5 separate regions of the Mus musculus genome follow, and all the other regions are linked to region 4. Evidence: chromatin contacts called from public Micro-C and promoter capture Hi-C data. All regions are on one chromosome and are shown on one strand. Each heading gives the region's core, a stretch centred on a gene start, on an enhancer-like site or on the middle of the called end of the contact. The rest is flanking DNA. Distances are from core to core; before and after follow the strand shown. Region 1 holds the start of Abhd4 (abhydrolase domain containing 4). Region 2 has its middle 5.1 kb from the start of Jph4. Region 3 holds the start of Oxa1l (oxidase assembly 1-like). Region 4 holds the start of Cebpe (CCAAT/enhancer binding protein (C/EBP), epsilon). Region 5 has its middle 25 kb from the start of Dad1.

Region 1 (3,793 bases), core at 1,250-3,749, 450 kb before region 4:
TTTTCCATATACTTGAAATTCTTCCTTCTAAACAACTATGCTAACGCTTATTTGGAACATGTGGAGACAGAATACTAATGCTCTCTGCATATATGTTCTAGAATCTAAAGTCCTAATACCAGTCGCACCTGATCAGCCTTTCCCAAAAGGACCCACATTTTATAGGTTATCAGATTATGGGAGCTTTTGTTGTCCTAGAACTTAGTACTTCATTCTGTCAGCTACTTAGTACTTAGTACCCTCAGAATTTAGTACTTCATTCTTAGCACTTAATGCTTCATTCTGTCAGCCAGGCATGCTTACTAGCCTGCTTGTCCATGCATTCACCAAGTGCCAAGCACATACCTTGCTGTGGGCAGGGAGCAAAGCAGGGTGCTAAACAGACAAGACTCCCCCCTGAAACTTAATTTCTGGAGGAGGGGCAAATGAGTATGGATTATGCAAGAGCCTTTTAAAATGGTGTTCTGAGGAAAATAAACTAAAGTCATGTGGTGCCCTGATGATGGGGGTCTCTTTTAGAAGGAGGGAAGTTTGAACTAAGTTCTGACTACATAGTTGCCAGCTCTCCAAAACCAGCCTGGGGAGTCTGTGGGGGGGGACCACCAAAAAAGATGACTTCCTTTCTTTTTATCATTGGATTCTTTGTGTAACATAATGTTTGGCTTTGGACATAAGATACATCATTGTTAAAGTACATATGCTAAATCTTCTTTGAATTGCCTTAGTGAATTCTCACAAGCCACACACTCCAGAAGCAGCAGCAGCCAGACAAAATGACTTGCCCAAGATCAGGAAATAAATGACAAAGCTAAGAACTTGAACTTAACCCAGACTTCTGGCCATGGGTTCTATTTGTTTAACTAGTGTGTCTTCTGGAACACCAGCACCTTCAATGCAAAAAAAAAAAAAAAAAAAAAAAAAAAGCAGCTTTCTAGCCTCAAACCAAACTAACTGAATTAGATTCTGAGGATGGCAATCAGGAGGCTGCGTTGTTATCAAGCCTACCCAATGACTGTGTATAGTGAATTGTGGGACCACTGAGCTTGGCTAAAATCATGGATGGACATTTCTGAAAATTCCAGTTCTCTTCAACTTTAAACCCTTATAATGATCAGTTTAACATTGTGTTTCTGGAAAGAATAAATCTCAGGTTCTCTTCGGTCTTTCAAGAAGACCAAAGAAAAATACTGTAGGACTAGGAACATAGCTCCACTGCTAAAGTGCCTAGCTAGCAAGCAGAAAGCCCTGGGTTCGATCCACAATCCTGAATCAACAAGCCTGGCAGAATACCCTATAATCCCAGCACTCCAGAGATAGAAACAGGAGACTCGGAAGCACAGATCATCCTCAGATACACATCCAATGTGAGGCCAACCCAGGACACATACACCTTGACGTGTGTGTGTGTGTGTGTGTGTGTGTGTGTGTGTGTGTGTAAGAGAGAGAGAGAGAGAGAGAGAGAGAGTCCTCAGTAGATTCTTTCCCCTTAAGTATGATTAAACTACTGCAGTGGATAATCAGAAAGGGAGCGGCTCCAGGGATGCCACACCCCCTTTGCCATTTCAAGTGAATTCTGAAGCCAGCTTCAAGATGTGTCCCGCCTCTCTGCCGAGCCAGCCTGAAATGTGCTCAAAACTTCTGGGTTAAGTCACTTCACATCCCACATCCTTAATCTTATATCCACATACCTAATCACGCCCAGCCTTATGCGTTAGGCCTTTAACTGGCCCTCCTCTGGGAGGTCCACCGAATGGAAGGAAGCAGGATACTGCTACTTTTTCCTTGGAAAGTAGGTTGAGGCAAGACATCCCCAGAACAGAGAAATGCTTATGCTGACAGGTGTCACCCCTCATCTTAGAGCTGTGAATACAGGATGCCCCAAATACTACAGGGAGCCTACTTAGCTTTAAACTTTGCTGTCTAAAATTTAACTAGGCAGCATGCTTTTTGTATTTCTGGAACCGGGAAATCTTGGGTTACAATATCCGAGGCCCTTTTATAGGAAGCACCCTTATGACTCCACGGACATCTAAACCATTTCCATAGGACTACCAAGGCAGATGAAGCGTCTGTGACCTGAGATACAGAGGGAAGCTTGAGAACGTGAGCAAGAGGCAAAGCAGTTCCTTCACTCTTTAATTGAAGGAGGTGTGGAGGCGGGGCTGGTGGCATTCCAGTGAGGAACTTTGAGTTTTAAACTACCTGTCTTCCTGTCTCCCTCACTGTCCCCCAAAGGGATGTGATCCGGATTAAGGAGCCTACTTTTGTGGGACCGTAGTGTTCAGCCTGGACGCAGGCCAGAGGGAGCAAACAGAAGGAAGCACCCAACTGATTGCTGTCCATGTGCTGAGTCGGTTGGTCTGCCAACTTTGCCCGCTAGAACCCCGCTAGCGACCCAGGCCCCGCCTCCGGCCCCGCCCCCTTTGTTATCCGATACTTCCCTGGGTCAGCTGGTTCTGGCGTCGAGCGGAGGGATGGGCTGGCTCAGCTCGACCCGGCAGGGCTTGTTTACTATGGCTGATGATCTGGAGCAGCAGTGAGTTACTCCTGTCCGTTTCTCTTTCTGTCTCTATCTGTCCGGGCCAGGATCCGGGGACTGTCTGTAGTTGCGGACAGCTTCAGACTCCCCGCCTTTCCTTTCAGGTTGGCTTCCAGGGAGGGATGGGTTGCGCTCAGGAGCCCCGGGAGCGCTGAGAGATGAGAAGGCTGCGGAGCTGGGAGAGTGTTGAGGGTTAAGCTTGCGTTCAGCCTGGGGACTCTGACTTTCCACTAGTCTTCGCGATCGCCCCTCTGGTAGCCCAGTTAGATTAGTGGTAAAGCACGAGGAATAAGCTAGCTCTTCCCGATGCGGACGTGGTGCTTGTGGAGACTTGCCCGGAACTAAAGTCGTGGGTGTGAAAAGCCCTTGAAGGACAAGGCATGGGTAGGAGAAGTCTCCACTGCGATGGAATTAGTGTGGAACTGGCTTGCAAATTCCTTTAGCCCTTGGCCGCCTTTACGTTCTGCTTGCAATCCTAGTTGATAGTGTTCTTAATCATAAACACATGCTTACTGCCGTGGTTTCAGAAGTAGGTTTGTTAGATTGGGATGTGGTTACTGCTCGCCCAAGGCCATCAAGTTTGAGATGCCACCTGTGTGATGGTGGTCTAACAGGATCGGGAAAAAGTTGCTTAGAGGAGAATGACTCAGCTCCAAGGGTTTCACAGGAACAGGGCCTTCCCTTGACCTAATATTTGTCCTTTTGGATCTGCAGAACAACGAAATAACTTTGTATCAATAGTAAACAATCGTGTAAGGGACCTAAAAGAACTGCCCAAGAAGAGTATTGCTTTCTAAGAGGAAATTTATGGTGCCTACAGTGACTTGCGGGAAACGGCACTAGAGCCAAAGAAGACTCAGGTCATTCAGCTCCGTTTTACAAATAAAGCAACAGATGCGGATGCCCATAGAAATTCAGAGACTTGCTCAATGTTAAGAGGCTGCTTGCCTCACTCTCCCACCTCAGCTCTCACCTCCCTAATAGCACTGACACACAGTGTGACAGGCACTGTTGCCTTTTCTCTTTCTGGATTGTTTGTACAGAAGAAAGGCCAAGCTGTGCCCATAGCTCCCTGTCCCCCAACCCCCACCCCTTCCAGGCCTGTGTGGACTGCTGCCAGTGTTGCTGTCTCATAGGGAAGCATTTCTCTTGAGCTCTGCTGTCCAGAGTTAGAGATGTGTGGGGTTCGTTCAGGTGTCATGGTCTGACTTGTTATAGCCTACAATGCAAAGAGGAAGTCTCTCTTTTGAGACT
Region 2 (3,660 bases), core at 739-3,238, 410 kb after region 4:
GTCCTATCATTAAAATATTATTGAATCCTGAATGACTGTGCAATCTTTAATTGTCTGAGTGCATTAAGCTTTGTGAGCTATCCAAGCACAGCATTTTTTTAAAAATCCTATTTGTTTGCTTGTTTCTTTCTCTTTTTTTTTGTGGTCTTTCAAGTAAGGGTCTCACTATGTAGTCCCTGGCTGGCCTGGAGCTCACTATGTAGCCCCAGCTACCCTGGAGCTGACTATATAGACCAGGCTGGCCTCAAACTCCTAGATAACTGCCTGCGTCTGCCTTCTGAGTGCTGGGATCAAAGTTCTGCGCCACCATATCAGACTCCATATTACTTTTTTTTTTTTTTAAGATTTATTTATTTAATGTTATAAGACACACCAGAAGAGGGCATCGGAGCCCATTACAGATAGTTGTGAGCCACCATGTGGTTGCTGGGAATTGAACTCAGGACCTCTGGAAGAACAGTCAGTGTTCTTAACCACTGAGCCATCTCTTCAGCCATCCATATTACTTTTTAATAGCAGAAATATGCACATATAAGCTGGGTGGTGTGGCACACATCTTTAGTCCCATTGTTCTAGAGGCAGAGGCAGGTGGAGCTCTGTGAGTTCAAGGGCAGCCTGGTCTACATGGTAAATTCCAGGACAGCCAGGACTACACAGAGAAACAAACTACCAACAGCAGCCCCCCTCCCCAAACCCACCACCACCAAAACAAAAACCCAAAGCTAATGTTTGTGGAGAAATCTTTCCATTTCTGTCTGACATTTAAAAAAATTTCCATGAAAATTAAAAAAAAAACCCCAATGCGTGTATTTTCGTGTGCTTGTGAGTGCACATGTCTCAGGCTCATGCGAGGTTGGAGGACGTCTTTGTGGAGTTGGTTTTGTCTTTCCACAGGAGATTTGGGGCTCATATGTAAATCATTAGGCTTGCAAGGTGAATACCTTGATCTGCCCAGTCTTCTCACAGTCCCTGTCATGAAAAATTTCAAACACATGCCAGGGACAAAAATGAATGGAAGAACTTCCGTGTACCCCCTTACCCAAGCGGATCAACAATTACTCTAGCAAGCAATTACTCTTGCCTAATTTCGTTTTCTCTTTTCTGATGTCAAGTTTTGGGATACTTACACTGGTCTGTTGTTTTGTTACTCTGAGGCAAGTTTTTCCACCTTTGTAGCTCCTGTTGGCCTTGACGGTGTTCCTCCTGCCTCAGTTTCCGAACCATGAGGTACATGCATATAAAACCATCAGGCCGCATTCTGAAATAGGATTTTCCCCCTCAGCTCCAGCCTGAAGATAAGTCCTTAACTGTATAATTACTGGATTCTGGGTTAGAAATACCTTTTTAAGATTTTTGGCTTTATTTTGCCAGGAATGCTTCTAGAAAGGTAGTGTGAATTTGTACCCTCAGCAACTATGCAAGAGAATGCTGGTCTGTTCTGATTGCACCCTGGATTTTATTGGCTGTTCTGCATAACACCTATGTGCCTATGTATATTAATTTACATGCTTGGAACTCCCCCCTCCTCCTCCCCCTGCCACCCTTTTTTTTTTTTTTTTTTTTAAAGATTTATTTATTTATTCTATGTAAGTACACTGTAGCTGTCTTCAGACACTCCAGAAGAGGGAGTCAGATCTCGTTAGGGATGGTTGTGAGCCACCATGTGGTTGCTGGGATTTGAACTCCTGGCCTTCGGAAGAGCAGTCGGGTGCTCTTACCCACTGAGCCATCTCACCAGCCCACCCCTGCCACCCTTTTTTGATTGCTAGGCTTCTACTGAGAAAATATCTGATGGCTACAGCAGAACAGACTCTCCTGAAGAGGCCACAGGAAACCTGTCATTCTTAGGAATCCCAGCTGGGCTTAGGGCCGTTTTTCTAGAATCAGGTAGCTATGGCTCCTAGCTCAGGGAGGAACTTGGCAGTCCCATGCCTCATCTAAAGGGCAGCCACCAGGGGTCAGGATGGGGCTAGAGATCCTGACTCTGGGAGAGAGCAGGAATGGCTGGCAGCCAGACACTGCATTTCCTCCGTCTGACCGCTGCTGGCTGGTGGCACAGCTAAACCTCTACTTGCCAGATCACGATTCCAGAATGCTCTGCAAAAGGTATCCTTCCCTGTTTGGCTGCACCAGTGTTTATCAGCTTGATGAGCAGGGAGCTAGATAGCCCGGACTCTGAGAAACCCACATGCATGCTCTGGCATGCATCCTTCTGAGTGCTTCCTTTTCTAACCCCCATGCTTCACATCTGTATTAAAAACACCTTTAATAAAACCAGGCTCTGTTTAATTGGCTGGCAGAAGCCACACTGCCAAGAGAACGGAATTTGCTTTGTCTCTGTACATGTTTCTGTAGGACCGAGCTCACCGTACAGCAGGAATTTTAACTTGACAGCCTTGAGCTGAGGGAGCTAAGGATGGTTCCGACGAACTGTGAACCCTTTCAATTTCTGTGAATAGTGAACGCATAGAGCCTTCCTCTCTGGGGAAAAAACAATAGCTTTTATGAGATTCATGCCTCAGGCAGCCCAGGATTTTATCATATCTTTCCTCCGTCCTAAGCCTCTTCATTTCCTGTGGCGATTGTAAAGAGCATAGGGGGTTGGAACATGGTGTTCTTGGGGGCCAGGCTAAGGGACTGGACTTTTCTAACCACCCAGAGGAACTAGGAAAGAGCCTGGGTTTTCCCTGGGATTCGATGGAGAAAGGAAGGGATATTCAGTGGGGGCTAGGATGGATTTGGATACTTACCTATATAGGTACTGGGGCAAATTAAGTGGCTGGTGTGTAGTGGAGGATTAGGAGGGAAAAGGCTGATCTCAGGCTAAATGGTCTTGGAGCCTGTGCCTTTGAGTCCTGAGTGTTGGGCCAAATGCCAGAGGTAGCAGCCAGCAAGACCACTTACTACCAGGATAAAGCTTTAAATCTTGCTCCATCTAAATCTTTCACCCTGGGCAAGTATGGCTGGGAGGTAGCCTTAGTTGGTGTAATACAAGTTTGCTCTGTAGAAGAAAGAGGATCTGGGACCTAGAGTGCCTGAAGGCTCAACATATCAGAAAATGAAGAGAAAAATTCCAAACACTCCAAATCCCAATAGGAGGGTTTAATCTTATTTCATACTAGTCGTTTGTATTTGTACATGTAGGTAAGAGGAAGATTCAGTGAGTTTTGATCATTACTCAAGTTCACTTAGCAGCTGGAAGGAGAGGAGGAGGTAGCCAGAGAGGACTGGTGTTAAAAACACAATTATACAGAACCAGAGAGATGACTGAACCAGGAAAGGGACTTACTGTGTAAGCCTTCCATGTCAGCTTGAGTTCCCAGAACCAATATAAAGATTGAAGGATAGAATTGCTGTTACAAACGTGTTCTGTGATCTCCACACATACGCCACCACATACACACCCACCCCCTATCATGTACACATAATAATAATAAAATACAAGTTAAAAATCTAGAAACTTCAATTATGCAGGGATAAATGTAGAAATGGCTTCAGACTTCAGATTCTGGTTTCTAGCATTTCCTATGGCCCTGCGGTTCACCTATCTGCTTTCCCAGGGGGGAATTTTCACCTTTTGCAGCAGCAACTGCTGCTCCTCGCAGAATTTCCTTGTTAAATGAAAAACAAGCAGGTGTTAAGACTGATTACCATCTTGTT
Region 3 (3,676 bases), core at 779-3,278, 350 kb before region 4:
AATAGAGACTGTTTTGAGCCCACTGTATGAGTGTGAGGAATCACACTCAGGTTAACTGAACCATCTCTCCAGCCCTGATTTTTTTTTTTTAGCTCTGTTCATTTTTTATTGAACATCATGCTTATTAAATTTTATCAGATATTAAATAATGTGACTATTACATTGTTGAAATTGTTAGCGTGTATTGTCTTCCTTAAAGTAATATTTAATTTTGCCTAAACAAAAAAGATAAAATTTTCCAAGATTTTTGTTTGATTTTTGCTTTGCTTGTTTGTTGAGACAGACTTTCTTTATGCAGTCCTTGCTGTCCTAGAACTCACTGTGTAGACCAGGCTGGTCTCAAACTCACAGAAAGACATCTGTCTCTGCCTTTTGAATGCTGATATTAAAGGCCTGTTCCCACCACATCTGACAATAGATGATAGATAGATAGATAGATAGATAGATAGATAGATAGATAGATAGATAGATAGATAGACAGACAGACATTTAGGCATGCATATATGAGTGTTGTGCTTGCTTATATGTATTTGTACCACACACTTGCCTAGTATCCATAGAGACAGACAAAGGTGTCAGAACTCTTGGAACTGGAGGTGTATGTGGTTGTGAGCTGCTATGTACATACATAAGAATATGTGCACGCACACACACACACACACACACACACTCTCTCTCTCTCTCTCTCTCTCTCTCTCTCTCTCTCTCTCTCTCCAAAATAAAAGTCGCAAATTTCGGGGTTGGATATGGCTCAGCGGTTAAGACTATTTGCTGCACCATGGTGAATACCAGAGTTCAGATCCCAACACTTATGCAACAAACACCTCTAACTCCATCCCTCTTCTGGCCTCCGAGAATGTACACTCATACAACACACGACATCTATGAAATAAATAAGTTTTTATTCCTCCAAAGTATCTAGTAGCATATGAAGAAGTATATGTGATCAACCCCCTCCTTCCTGAGCAGTAATTTATTTTTCACATTACTTTTTTTTTTTAAGATAAGGTCTCCATTTTTAACCCTGGCTGGCCTTGAACTCACCACTTACCTGAGTCAGCTTCCTCTTCAGTGCTGGGATCACAGGCGTGCAGCACCATACCCACCTTATTTCAATTTATGCTTTAGGGAAGCTTTTAGTTTCAAAAAATACACAACAAAATCTACAAATAGATAGTAACAATCTTGAGACAACAGATCCAAGACATCAAGTTCAACTTTCATCTTTAGTTTCCTCGGTTATTTCCCGGAAACTGCCTTCCCTATAGCTTTGTCAGATTCCAGGCTACTTTCAAATTTCATTGGATCTGTAATTACAATATTACCTTGCAGTAAGAAAAAACCCACGCCAAGCACAGATGTAAAAGCTATTGTTTTCGCCTTTCTGGTTTGCCTGTTTGTGGGGTTAATTCTAGTTTGAGATTTTGTTTATTCATTATCTTCTTGTGACAGGCAGGGTCTCTCTGCAGTCCTGGCTAGCCTTAAACACAATAGGTAACCAAGATTCACCTCGAATTTTAGGCAATCCTCCTGCCTCCGCCTCCCAAATGCTGGGATTATAGATTTGAGGCACTATTCCAAGAGTAAAGGCCATTTTTAATCCAAGAATTATTTTAACCCAGGGAACAATTACAGTTTGGGAAATGGAAGGGAAAACAGGAAATATGCTATGTTTACACTGCCACTTAACAGCGCATCCTGTCTCTTAGTTTCTTTTCTTTTTTTTTTTTTTTTTTTTTTTTTTTTTTGATTTTCGAGACAGGGTTTCTCTGTATAGTCCTGGCTGTTGTCCTGGAACTCACTTTGTAGACCAAGCTGGCCTCGAACTCAGAAATCCGCCTGCCTCTGTCTCTTAGTTTCAATCTCTGCGGAATCTTGACTTTTTTAAACCACTTCAAATACCATCGCCTGTCTTCATTCTCCCTCACTACCTGATCTGTGACGTCAGGTCTGACTGCCTGCCCATTTCCAAAATGGCCTCCCCCGCAGCGTCAAAGTTCTGAGTGCGCGTGCGCGAGAGTAAGTTCCCTCTTCCCGGCAAGATGGCGAGGAATTTAGTGTGCGGTCGCTGGCAGCTTCTGCGACTCCTACGACCCCAGCGTTCGGTAAGGTTCCGTCCAAAGCGCGGGGATGCTGCCTTGTCCTTGTCACCTGAGCTGAGGTCACGAGCAGATGCTGACCTGGTCACTGCGACCTGCGAGTCATGACCTCCGGTCGCGTGAGGGCACCACCGGGTTACGTCCCGGGGTTGGTGGCCTGGTTTCTCTGTAGCTGTTTGGAAACTGCCTGCGACCCTGAGCCGTGACCTCTGGGCCCCGTCCCCGGGCTTCGGTAACAGGATGCGGGAGACCCTAACCGGAGCTGCACCCTGCACGCTCCAGTGCATGGCTTCGGGGCCTGTAGTCTGTGCGAGCAGAGTTGCAGCGCCCCACTGCTGCAACCGCAGGCTGTCTGCGGGAGAGGCGGGTCGGCTGGGACTCAAGGCCTTCCCTTCCTTTCACATGGTCAGTACCATAGCGTCGCAGTGTCCCTGAGACCGCTGGCCGCCGAGCTCCTCGCAGCCCGCCGGGGTAACGGGCGGCCACCCTGTGCTCTTCTCGCCGTCTTCACTCCTCGCTGCATCAGTACATCTGCCACCCTCTTTGCAGAAGCCCAGGTAAGAGGTTCCCGCTGAGGAAAGGAGCACGACTTCTTGGCCCCTTTCTTTTGGTTCTGTGTTGTTTTGTTTGTTTTGTTTTGCGGGAGACAGTGAATGTGTAGCAGAGTTCTCACACTCCTCCTAAGTTCCTCCTAATATTAACCTGTTTGGAGTAGAAGTAGATTCTCATCTCAGGCAACTCAGTGAGGAAATGCCTAAAAGTGCTGAGAAATTTGTAGGGCAGGCAAAATGACCCTGCTGTACAAAAGCTCTTGCTATTGCAACCCTGGTAAACCGAGTGCCAACCCTGGAACCCAAGTAAAGGTGGAGCAGGTTGTGGCACAATCCTAGTAACCCCAGCACTTGGGAGGCAGAGATGGATAGATCTCTGAATTCAAAACCAGCCTGGTCAACATAGAGCTGTGTAGTGTGACCTTGTCTCAAAAATGAAAAAAAATAAATAAATAAATAATGAAGGAAGAAGGCGCCACACAAAGTTCATCTCTGACTTCCACACATGCTGTGGCATGCATGCCTACATACATCACACACACAAGATAAAAAAAAATTAAGCCTGGCGGTTGGTGGCGCACGCCTTTAGTCCCAGCACTTGAGAGGCAGAGGCAGGTGGATTTCTGAGTTCGAGGCCAGCCTGGTCTACAAAGTGAGTTCCAGGACAGCCAGGGCTACACAGAGAAACCCTGTCTCTAAAAACAAAAAACAAAACAACAAAAAAATTAAATTTGCCTGGCATGGTGGCGCACGCCTTTAATCCCAGCATTTAGGAGGCAGAAGCAGGCAGATTTCTGAGTTCGAGGCCAGCCTGGTCTAAAAAGTGAGTTCCAGGACAGCCAGGGCTATGCAGAGAAACCCTGTCTCGAAAAACCAAAATAAATAAATAAATAAATAAATTTAACTAATTAATTAAATTTTGTATTATATTCAAGACACTACCAGAGGAGTGGTGGTAAGCCAATAAAGTGAAATGTGATTGTGAGTTTGTGTGTTTGTGATCTGTGTGATTCTTTGAATACTGTT
Region 4 (3,855 bases), core at 340-2,839:
ATCTGGCGGAAGAGGTTGCGCAGAGTGTCTAGCTCCTGAGTGAGCTGGTCTACGCGGTTGCGCAGACGCTCGTTTTCAGCCATGTACTCCAGGACCTTCTGCTGAGTCTCCATAATGCGCCTCTTGGCCTTGTCCCGGCTCTTGCGCACCGCGATGTTGTTACGTTCACGTCGCAGTCGGTACTCCAGGCTATCTTTGTTCACTGCCTTCTTGCCCTTGTGTGAGGGGCCAGCAGGGGAGGGTGCCTTGAGAAGGGGACTGCAGGGAGGGGCAGCAGCTGCCACAGGGGCCTGGAGGGTAAGGGGGACAGAGAGGTGAGGGTCCACCAGGAGGCAGAGTGAAGGCTAAGCAGGAAACCCAGCAGGGAGAGCATATGTGAGGCCTCAAAGGGATACAGGACTCCCAGAGAGCTCCGATCTCCCAGGCATCCATCTCCCTGTCTCTGTGAAGGACCGTAACCCAGATACATATGGTCCTTGGTCTGAGACCAAAGCTTTCTATCATGCTCTCATTATTCCCTTCCCTTTGGTTTGTCTGTAATAAGTCTCCCGTTCTAAAATTCTAGTCAGCCATGTTTCCTCATCCAAAAGCAGGCAGCAGAGAAGCAAGAGGTATAGTGCACAGCAGGAAACCTGGTCCTGCCTGAGATCAGGGCAGAGCAGCTATTACAAGTGTCTTCAGGACACAGCCGAGTTCTAAGAAATAAATTCACAGAGTTGGGAAACAGGACCTTGGGGTAGGGCATGTTCACAGAGGAGCACCAAACATAGACTTGTTAGGGAAGCCCAGTAGTCAGAATTCCCTCAACCACCCACCTTGCTCCACCCTGGGGGGAAGAAGCGGGGAGAGCTACCTTGGTCTTACCTTGAGGACACGCAAGGGCTGGCCAGGTGCTGCCAGGGTCGGGGGGAGGTGCACGGCTGTCTGCCCGCAGTGTGCCACTTGGTACTGCAGGGGATTGTAGCTGCCTCGACTGGTGCCTCGGTTGCCCTCTGGCCCACGAGGCTCCTCCTTCACCGCCACAGCCCTGGGGTCGTAGCTCCCTGGGTTGCTGTAGATGCCAGGCCCCAAAGCCTTCCTATCTGGGCCAAATGTGTGTGAGGGATAGGCGAATGGCCGAGGGTCAGCCGGCAGGTAGTGAGGAAACGAGGGGGCTCCTGGGCCCTTAAGGCTTCGGGCTTCAGGCGTTGGCTTCATGGCAAAGAGGTCAGAAAGTAGCTGTTCTTCCCCAGACTCGATGTAGGCGGAGAGGTCGATGGAGGCCTCATGCTCACACATGTCCCCCAGCTCCCCGGGCCCAGCTCGACCCCCTGAGAACTCAAGTGGCTGCTGGCCACCCCGAGGCTCGCACTCATAGTAGGTCCCGTGGGACATGGCCGGCCCGCCCCCTTGGCTCCCCGCCCCTGGGTCCTGTGCTGGGGGCGCCCGCCCGTTGGGATGCTCAGCCTGCCCTTTCTTGGATCTCCCCCGGTCCTAGATTTGCCCTAGGTTTGCCCTCTCTGGTCTTCTCCGTCACCAACTCCTACGTGGCTTCTCTCCTCCTCTGCTTCCCTTTCCTTCTGTAGTCAGTACCTCTTCCTTTCTTCCCTTTTCCTCTCTCTCCTTGGGGTGACTAAGGGAGGGGCAGGGCACACCCCGGAGGGAGGGGTGCTTAGCAGTTAGGGCGCTCTTTGCGAAGGCCCCAGCCACAGTCCAGAAGTTGCTGTTTGAGAAAATGGCCCTTTTTGCCCTGCGAGTTCAAGGGATTCTAATCCCTTGCCCAGAGTAGCTTCTCTGAATATCTGTCTTCCTCCGATTTCCAAAGAGACCTGTGCAGAGTGAGGTGTCAAGCCAGAGCCAATAGACAAAGCATTCCCCCAGTGCCAACTTGGTCTAAACTCCTCCCTTGATGCATCTTCCTCCCTGTCCCGTCCCCCCCCCTCCCCGCCCCCACCCCCAAGTCCTGAACTCCACCTACCCCGGGGTAAGTCAGTTCCTTCTGTAGCCCCACCTCCCAAGACATTTTTCTCTGTGTAGACCATCATTGTTTGAAGGGTTTGGGAAGTAGTAGTAGATTCTAGGACCAAGCTACCCCTGGCCCTAGTACAGGGTATGCCCATTTGCTAGTTTTGAGACAGGGTCTCACGATGTAGCTCAGGCTGGCCTTGAACTCACAGAGTTCTGCCTGCCTTTGCCTCCAGAGGGCCCCTATTAAGGTTCTTCGGTTAGGTCTTTGCACAGGGCTTGTGTGCATGTCTCCAGATCTGGCTATGGCTAGCAGCCTGGCACAGTCCGGGGCTGCCAGGACATAGCTGAGGTTTCTGGTCAAGACATGGGTCCTGTACCTCAGGCCCAGGCAAGCTGCAGCCTCAGAACCAACAGAAAGGATCTGCTGGAGGTCCCAGTTGCTCCACCCTAAAAGCTGTTCTGGCTGACCCCACCCGCGCTGGCCTGAGGCTCTGCCTCCTATTTCCTGTGCCCTGAGCTGCATGCAGGCCCTTGTTTTCTGACCTGTGCGTGTCTCTCGGGTCCACTTCCTCTTGTAGGCTTGAGAAGTCTTCTCTCTTGTCCTCACCTCTTCCTGGGGCTGTTTCGGGGTCCGAAGGAGAAGCTGGTAGCTGCCTGCCCGCCCTTCTTGATCTTCTACTAACCCCCAAAGTTCATTTTTCTGTTTTGTTCGGAACTTCCTGCTCTCTCCAGTTTGGTTGTGGCCCTGCTTCAGACACGGTTCTGGATTTACTGACAAGAAAAGAACACAGAGACATGAGAAGTGTGTCACTTTTCAGTTGTTTGTTTTTTTTTAGGTTGAGCCTCCCTTTTAGCCTAGCCTGGCCTTGAACTCTCATCTTCCTGCTTCATTCTCCACGGAGCTGAGTTGATAGCTGTGCTACCATACCTTCCTGGCTCTTTTATTGCAAACAGATGTTCTAGGGGGAGGGACAGAATTTTTAAAATGAATTTATTTTCATTATTCTAAAGTATGTGAGTGTGTGTGTGTGTTGTGTGTGTGTGTGTTGTGTTGTGTGGTATGTGTGTGTGTGGTGTGGTGTGTGTGTGTTTGTGTGGTGTGTGTGGTGTGTGTGTGTGTGTGGTGTGTGTGGTGTGTGTGTGTGTGGTGTGTGTGTGTTTGTGTATGTGTGTGCACACTTCCAGGTACCCATGGAAGCCAGAGACATCAGATCTCCTGGAGCTGGAATTACAGGCAGTTGTGAGGCACCCAGTGTGAATGCCTGGAGTCAAACTCAGGTCCTCTGGAAGAGCAGTGAGTGCTCTGAACCCTTGAACTCTTTCTCCAGCCCTAAGAATAGAACAGTTTCTAAGCTGGGTATTCCAAGGATCGGGTAACTGTGAGGGGTTACAGTGGAGGTAAACTTTGATAGGATATGTATGTCATTGAACACTAAAATAAAACTGTAAATGTGACTTGTCCACAAGTTAGAGAAAGTACCCTTGATGAGTCCTCCATCCCATCCCCTCTAACTCCACAGTCCACCTCACGTGCTCTGAGCACAGCCTGAAGTATGTCCAAAATATGCTTCCCTCCAAAGCCCTGGCCAGGCAGGGGGAGAGCCAGCCGTATCATCGTATCATCGACGCAAAGCACCGGAAATACTGGGGCGATTTGTGCTCTTTGCTCTACAGGTCCCTTGTCAAATAGGTACCAAGGCTGGGAGATTTCAGTTTGGTGACCTGACGCTATTAGCCACTAGGTGGCAATATTGGTTCCCAAATTCTATACTTTCGAGTCCGCGATGGTTTTGAATCAGGTGGACATAGGGGGCATTCTTTCTCAACCCTGACAACCAGTCTTGACCGCTCTGTTCTGGGAAGCAGGAAAAAGAAGCATAGACAAGATTGGGGCTTTTCAGTCAGGTT
Region 5 (3,808 bases), core at 478-2,977, 480 kb before region 4:
TAATAGTGTTTTATTACCAGGTGACATGTTGGCAAGGGACTATAGATGACCCTTCGGATAGGAGGAATACCTTGCTCACCAGTAGCTCCTCCATACCTAGTGCAGTACCTTGCACCCAACAGATACCAACAGATGACATCATGACGGTCAACACAGTCACTGGGAGGGACCTGAGCTGGAGAGGGAACGTAGTGGCGTTAACAGAGGCCAGGTGAGCCACTGTCTCGGTTTTGCAAGGAATAGAGTAGCTTGGCAAAAACTATTAGAATAATCAGAGCTTGAGTGGTGCGCCCTTGAAGAGTTCAGACTCACATTAGCTTCATGACTGTTGACTGAATCCTGCAGGACAGTTACCAGGAAACACTGGCTTCTAAAAGTCTAAAGACTCTGGTCCTACATGAGAACCAGCATCCAGGGCCAAAGGTCACTTAATGTCCATTTCAGTTTCCCCAGTGACCCACACAAACCCACTGAAACCTAGTTCCTCGAGCAACATGTGGGAAGAAGGGCTTCCGGTTTACAAAGCAGGAAGTCTATATCCAGCCCACCCCGCCCTGGACAAGATTGAAGTCTGGGTCCCCGAGGGATATTTCCCAGAGGTGAGTGTGAGAGACCTGTCAAATACTGTAACTCTTGCATGTACTGGCTACGGGTGGGGGTGGGGTGGGGTGGGGGGCAGTCTGAAGGATCGCCAGCCCTGCTTTGGGTAAAAGCCACATGGGTAACACAGCTGTCTCCTTTCATACAGACACACAAGGCATAGGATTTCCTCCAAGAATCACACAGACAGCTGCACCCTGAAATGGGTAAGCTGGTCAGATAGTGAATCAATAGCCAGAAGTAGAACAGGAAATGGAAAAAGTTTCCCACTTCCCTCCAGGTGTTTGGGTCTGAACAGCCTCCCACTTCCATGACGTCACGGCTGCTGACATGGGCAAACAGGTCCCCCTTTGAAGCTCTCCCGCAGAAGCCACATCCTCTGGAAAGAGGAGTTAAAAATACAGAGTTAGAGATAAGATCTCTCCGGGCCACGTGCCCAGAAGAGGTAGGCTGGGCCGTTACACCGCAGCCCAACCACAGGTGCAGAAAAGAAGGCCACGGAGAGCACATTGGGTGGGGCTTGCAGGTCTTGGTGGTAACACCCATTCACAGCAGCCGGCTGGGGAGGCACTGCGGCTCCACTCCCAAGAAGTCCCCCTCCCCTGACCTCTATTGCCCTCAAATTAGACAAGTCTATATACTTAGTTCAAGGGAGAAAGTCTATGTCCAGTCCAGCTTGTGCTGGACAGGTTGTGAAAGAGGCAGCTGCCTACACACACAGCTAAGGCTCGTTCCCCAACAGATACCTTCCACAAGAAGCCCCATTCGCTCTCATTTCCACTCCAGGAGGAAATTTAAGTGTCAAGAGATAACCCTAGTGGACATCTGTCTCTCAGGGTCCTAGGAAGTCGCAGAACCTGAAACCTGAAAAACTTTCGTCTTGGGAGTCCCACTCTGTTGTAGTGTCTTAAGGTAGCCACACGGGGGCAGCAGTACTCCACCAAAAGGCTTTCTCCCTCGGCGTGTTTATTCGGGATAAAGAAAATCCCTGCATCCTACGGAAAAACTCTTTCCAAAGGAAAATAAAATGACAAGTGGCTTCTGTTTCACAGGGTCCTGCCCTGTGCCAGTCACTGGACTCCAGACTTGTGTGATCCTCTCTGCCTGCAAAGAGTCTAGGGTCAGGCCTTCAGGCAGCAGGGGGCACTGCCTACCCAGGTTTAGGAGACCTAGCTACAAGAGAAACCCAGAAAGAAACTACCCTGTTGGAAGCCAGGAGATGGAATATGGGGCCCGGCAGGCCCAGGATCCATGACTTCACTCTGTAGCCTGTAAACCCGCAGCCTCAGTTCTCCTCTTTGTACCAACATTCTCTCAGGTAGTTTAGAAACGAAGGCTTTCTTCCAGCGGGATACCTGTTAAAGGGCAGACACTGTGTCAGGTTTCAGGGACTCTGACTCCATACAACTAAAGTTTAAGAAATGGCCAAAGGGGTCGCCCATAACAGGTACTCACATGCTAGGTGTCTCTAGGGAGAAAGGACTGATGGGAAAGGAGAACAAGGGTTTGGAATTCGGGGCGGTTGATCTGAACCTGGATGATGGGCACATCGGGGTAGATGCCTGTCAAAATGCATCCAGCTGGAAAGCCTGGGTTTGCTGCACCTCAGTGTGTGTAAATTAAACTCAAGATTGCCTAAAGTCAAGGCACAGACAGTCCGGGCACTGTGTGAGCATGGGAGACAGACGTAATGGCTGTAATTTTATGGCCTCTGTTAATATCTTCCTGGCAGTCCTCAGGCAGGCAGGGGTCAGGCAAAGCAGGGTCTGTAAGCTTCAGTGTCCTTCGTGGCACATTTAACTTTCCCCTGTCTCTCTCCATTTTCCATTATTCACACGGAGACCGGAATGCATGCCCACCTTCTCTCCCTGTTGTCTGAGGAGATAATGGTATGCTAATGCTTCGCGAACCGAAATCCCCAGGCAGACACAAAGCAGTGGGATGGCAGCACGAGCGAAAGGATGGACCATAATCCTGCGCGCTTGCTCGGATGCACCCATGCTGCGATAAAAGCAGCCTGCTGCGTGAGGATGCCGGCGCTCACATAGGCTTGGGGCCCGCCAGGTCCCCCGCTCAGCAGCGGTCCCCCACCTCGCCCGTGACTGTGGCCCCAGTAGCTTCTATCACGCACATCTGTTACTCCTTCCATGACTTCCAGCTTTTGCAAGGTCACAGTTTTTTCAGGACCACAGGACCCCACGGTATCCCATGGCCCCCCTGATGCTTCTCACTGTATCACCTGTGAGGAGACACATTTTTTTCCCTCCTCTCTGGCACCCCAGGGGCTTCCCTGATTGTAGGATTCCTTGAGCCAGTAGTAGCAGGATACAATCGCTCCAGGCACCTCCCCTCAAGGCAGGTTTTCTGAGAAGCATTCCTCCTCCAGCCAGTGTGTCCTACAATATCCTAGGGTGTGTTTGTCCTGGAAATGTGAGCATACCACCCTTCCAGAGTCCACAGGGCTGGGCAGTGGTGGCGCACGCCTTTAATCCCAGTACTTGGGAGGCAGAGGCAGTCTGATTTCTGAGTTCAAGGCCAGCCTAGTCTACAGAGTGAGTTCCAGGACAGCCAGGGCTACACAGAAAAACCCTGTCTCCAAAATAAATAAATAAACAGAAATAAACAAAAACAAAAAGAGAGGCCACAGGATTCCAGTTTTGAAGCCCTCCTGAAATCCACTTTGAAACCATCCAGTTCCTTCCATTCTCTGAAACATCCACATTAAATTTATCAACCAAGGAAAAATAAAGAAAACACCAGATGGAAGAAGCACAGACAGACGTAAGATGGGACTGGCAGAACTTGAGAGTGAAGTGGATCAAATAACATGGTTTAGGTTGTGGGAGCAACTGGTCTGTTTCATGGTCAGTCTGGGCAGGAAATACCCAAGGTAAACCTAAAAGACTGTGGTCAACAAAACTGCAAGACGCGATTTTTTTTTTTTTTTTTTTTTTTTGGTTTTTCGAGACAGGGTTTCTCTGTGTAGCCCTGGCTGTCCTGGAACTCACTCTGTAGACCAGACTGGCCTTGAACTCAGAAATCCACCTGCCTCTGCCTCCCAAGTGCTGGGATTAAAGGCATGCGCCACCATGCCTGGCGCAAGACATGATTTTTATCGACTCTAGGGCATCCTTCCTTCTCCTTGCTGACCCTGGCTGAGTTATTCCAATGATATCACATGAGCGGGCAACATCCTCGTCTAGAATCC

The links. Promoter capture Hi-C pulls out the DNA fragments that hold promoters and counts their contacts. Hi-C and Micro-C count contacts between places; a contact is called where the count stands out from the background.
Region 1: a contact with region 4 is called in a promoter capture Hi-C map of pre-B cells. The contact joins the promoter of Abhd4 here to the promoter of Cebpe in region 4. A contact is called at or near these places in 13 of 39 promoter capture datasets (the 3T3-L1 cell line, the C10 cell line, the SN4741 cell line and 10 more) and 3 of 115 datasets of contacts at active chromatin or transcription factors (bone marrow-derived macrophages, large pre-B cells and memory CD8 T cells).
Region 2: a contact with region 4 is called in a promoter capture Hi-C map of trophoblast stem cells, with 2.8 times the contacts expected there. The contact joins the enhancer-like site here to the promoter of Cebpe in region 4. A contact is called at or near these places in 17 of 39 promoter capture datasets (the 3T3-L1 cell line, the C10 cell line, the SN4741 cell line and 10 more) and 1 of 484 Hi-C or Micro-C datasets (embryonic stem cells).
Region 3: a promoter capture Hi-C map of fetal liver shows a contact between it and region 4, with 6 times the contacts expected there. The contact joins the promoter of Oxa1l here to the promoter of Cebpe in region 4. A contact is called at or near these places in 4 of 39 promoter capture datasets (fetal liver, liver, pre-B cells and 1 more) and 1 of 115 datasets of contacts at active chromatin or transcription factors (pro-B cells).
Region 5: a Micro-C map of embryonic stem cells shows a contact between it and region 4, with 2.1 times the contacts expected there. The contact joins the enhancer-like site here to the promoter of Cebpe in region 4. A contact is called at or near these places in 11 of 39 promoter capture datasets (the 3T3-L1 cell line, the C10 cell line, HPC-7-derived erythroid cells and 6 more), 3 of 15 datasets of contacts at CTCF or cohesin (embryonic stem cells, large pre-B cells and stem cell-derived epiblast-like cells), 22 of 484 Hi-C or Micro-C datasets (the G1E-ER4 cell line, the MNK3 cell line, the N1E-115 cell line and 7 more), 5 of 115 datasets of contacts at active chromatin or transcription factors (T-cell acute lymphoblastic leukemia, embryonic stem cells, large pre-B cells and 2 more) and 1 of 9 other capture datasets (embryonic stem cells).

The regions. Positions count from the first base shown.
Region 1 is chr14:54,256,784-54,260,576 of GRCm38.p6, forward strand. Abhd4 (abhydrolase domain containing 4) reads left to right here and starts at 2,500. Exons shown (of 7, transcript NM_134076.3): 1 at 2,500-2,536. The coding sequence starts at 2,514.
Region 2 is chr14:55,120,158-55,123,817 of GRCm38.p6, forward strand. No RefSeq gene overlaps it. Among named protein-coding and RNA genes, the nearest start is that of Jph4, 5.1 kb to the left of the region's middle. Within about 2 kb of position 1,989, at least 20 of the 459 cell types and tissues checked have an H3K27ac peak or open chromatin away from gene starts, as enhancers often do. A contact at or near this core is called in trophoblast stem cells, where this site is marked.
Region 3 is chr14:54,358,813-54,362,488 of GRCm38.p6, forward strand. Oxa1l (oxidase assembly 1-like) reads left to right here and starts at 2,029. Exons shown (of 10, transcript NM_026936.3): 1 at 2,029-2,105; 2 at 2,510-2,656. The coding sequence starts at 2,043.
Region 4 is chr14:54,710,585-54,714,439 of GRCm38.p6, forward strand. Cebpe (CCAAT/enhancer binding protein (C/EBP), epsilon) reads right to left here and starts at 1,590. Exons shown (of 2, transcript NM_207131.1): 1 at 865-1,590; 2 at 1-290. The coding sequence starts at 1,374.
Region 5 is chr14:54,226,569-54,230,376 of GRCm38.p6, forward strand. No RefSeq gene overlaps it. Among named protein-coding and RNA genes, the nearest start is that of Dad1, 25 kb to the right of the region's middle. Within about 2 kb of position 1,728, at least 251 of the 459 cell types and tissues checked have an H3K27ac peak or open chromatin away from gene starts, as enhancers often do. A contact at or near this core is called in the G1E-ER4 cell line, the MNK3 cell line, T-cell acute lymphoblastic leukemia and 9 more, where this site is marked.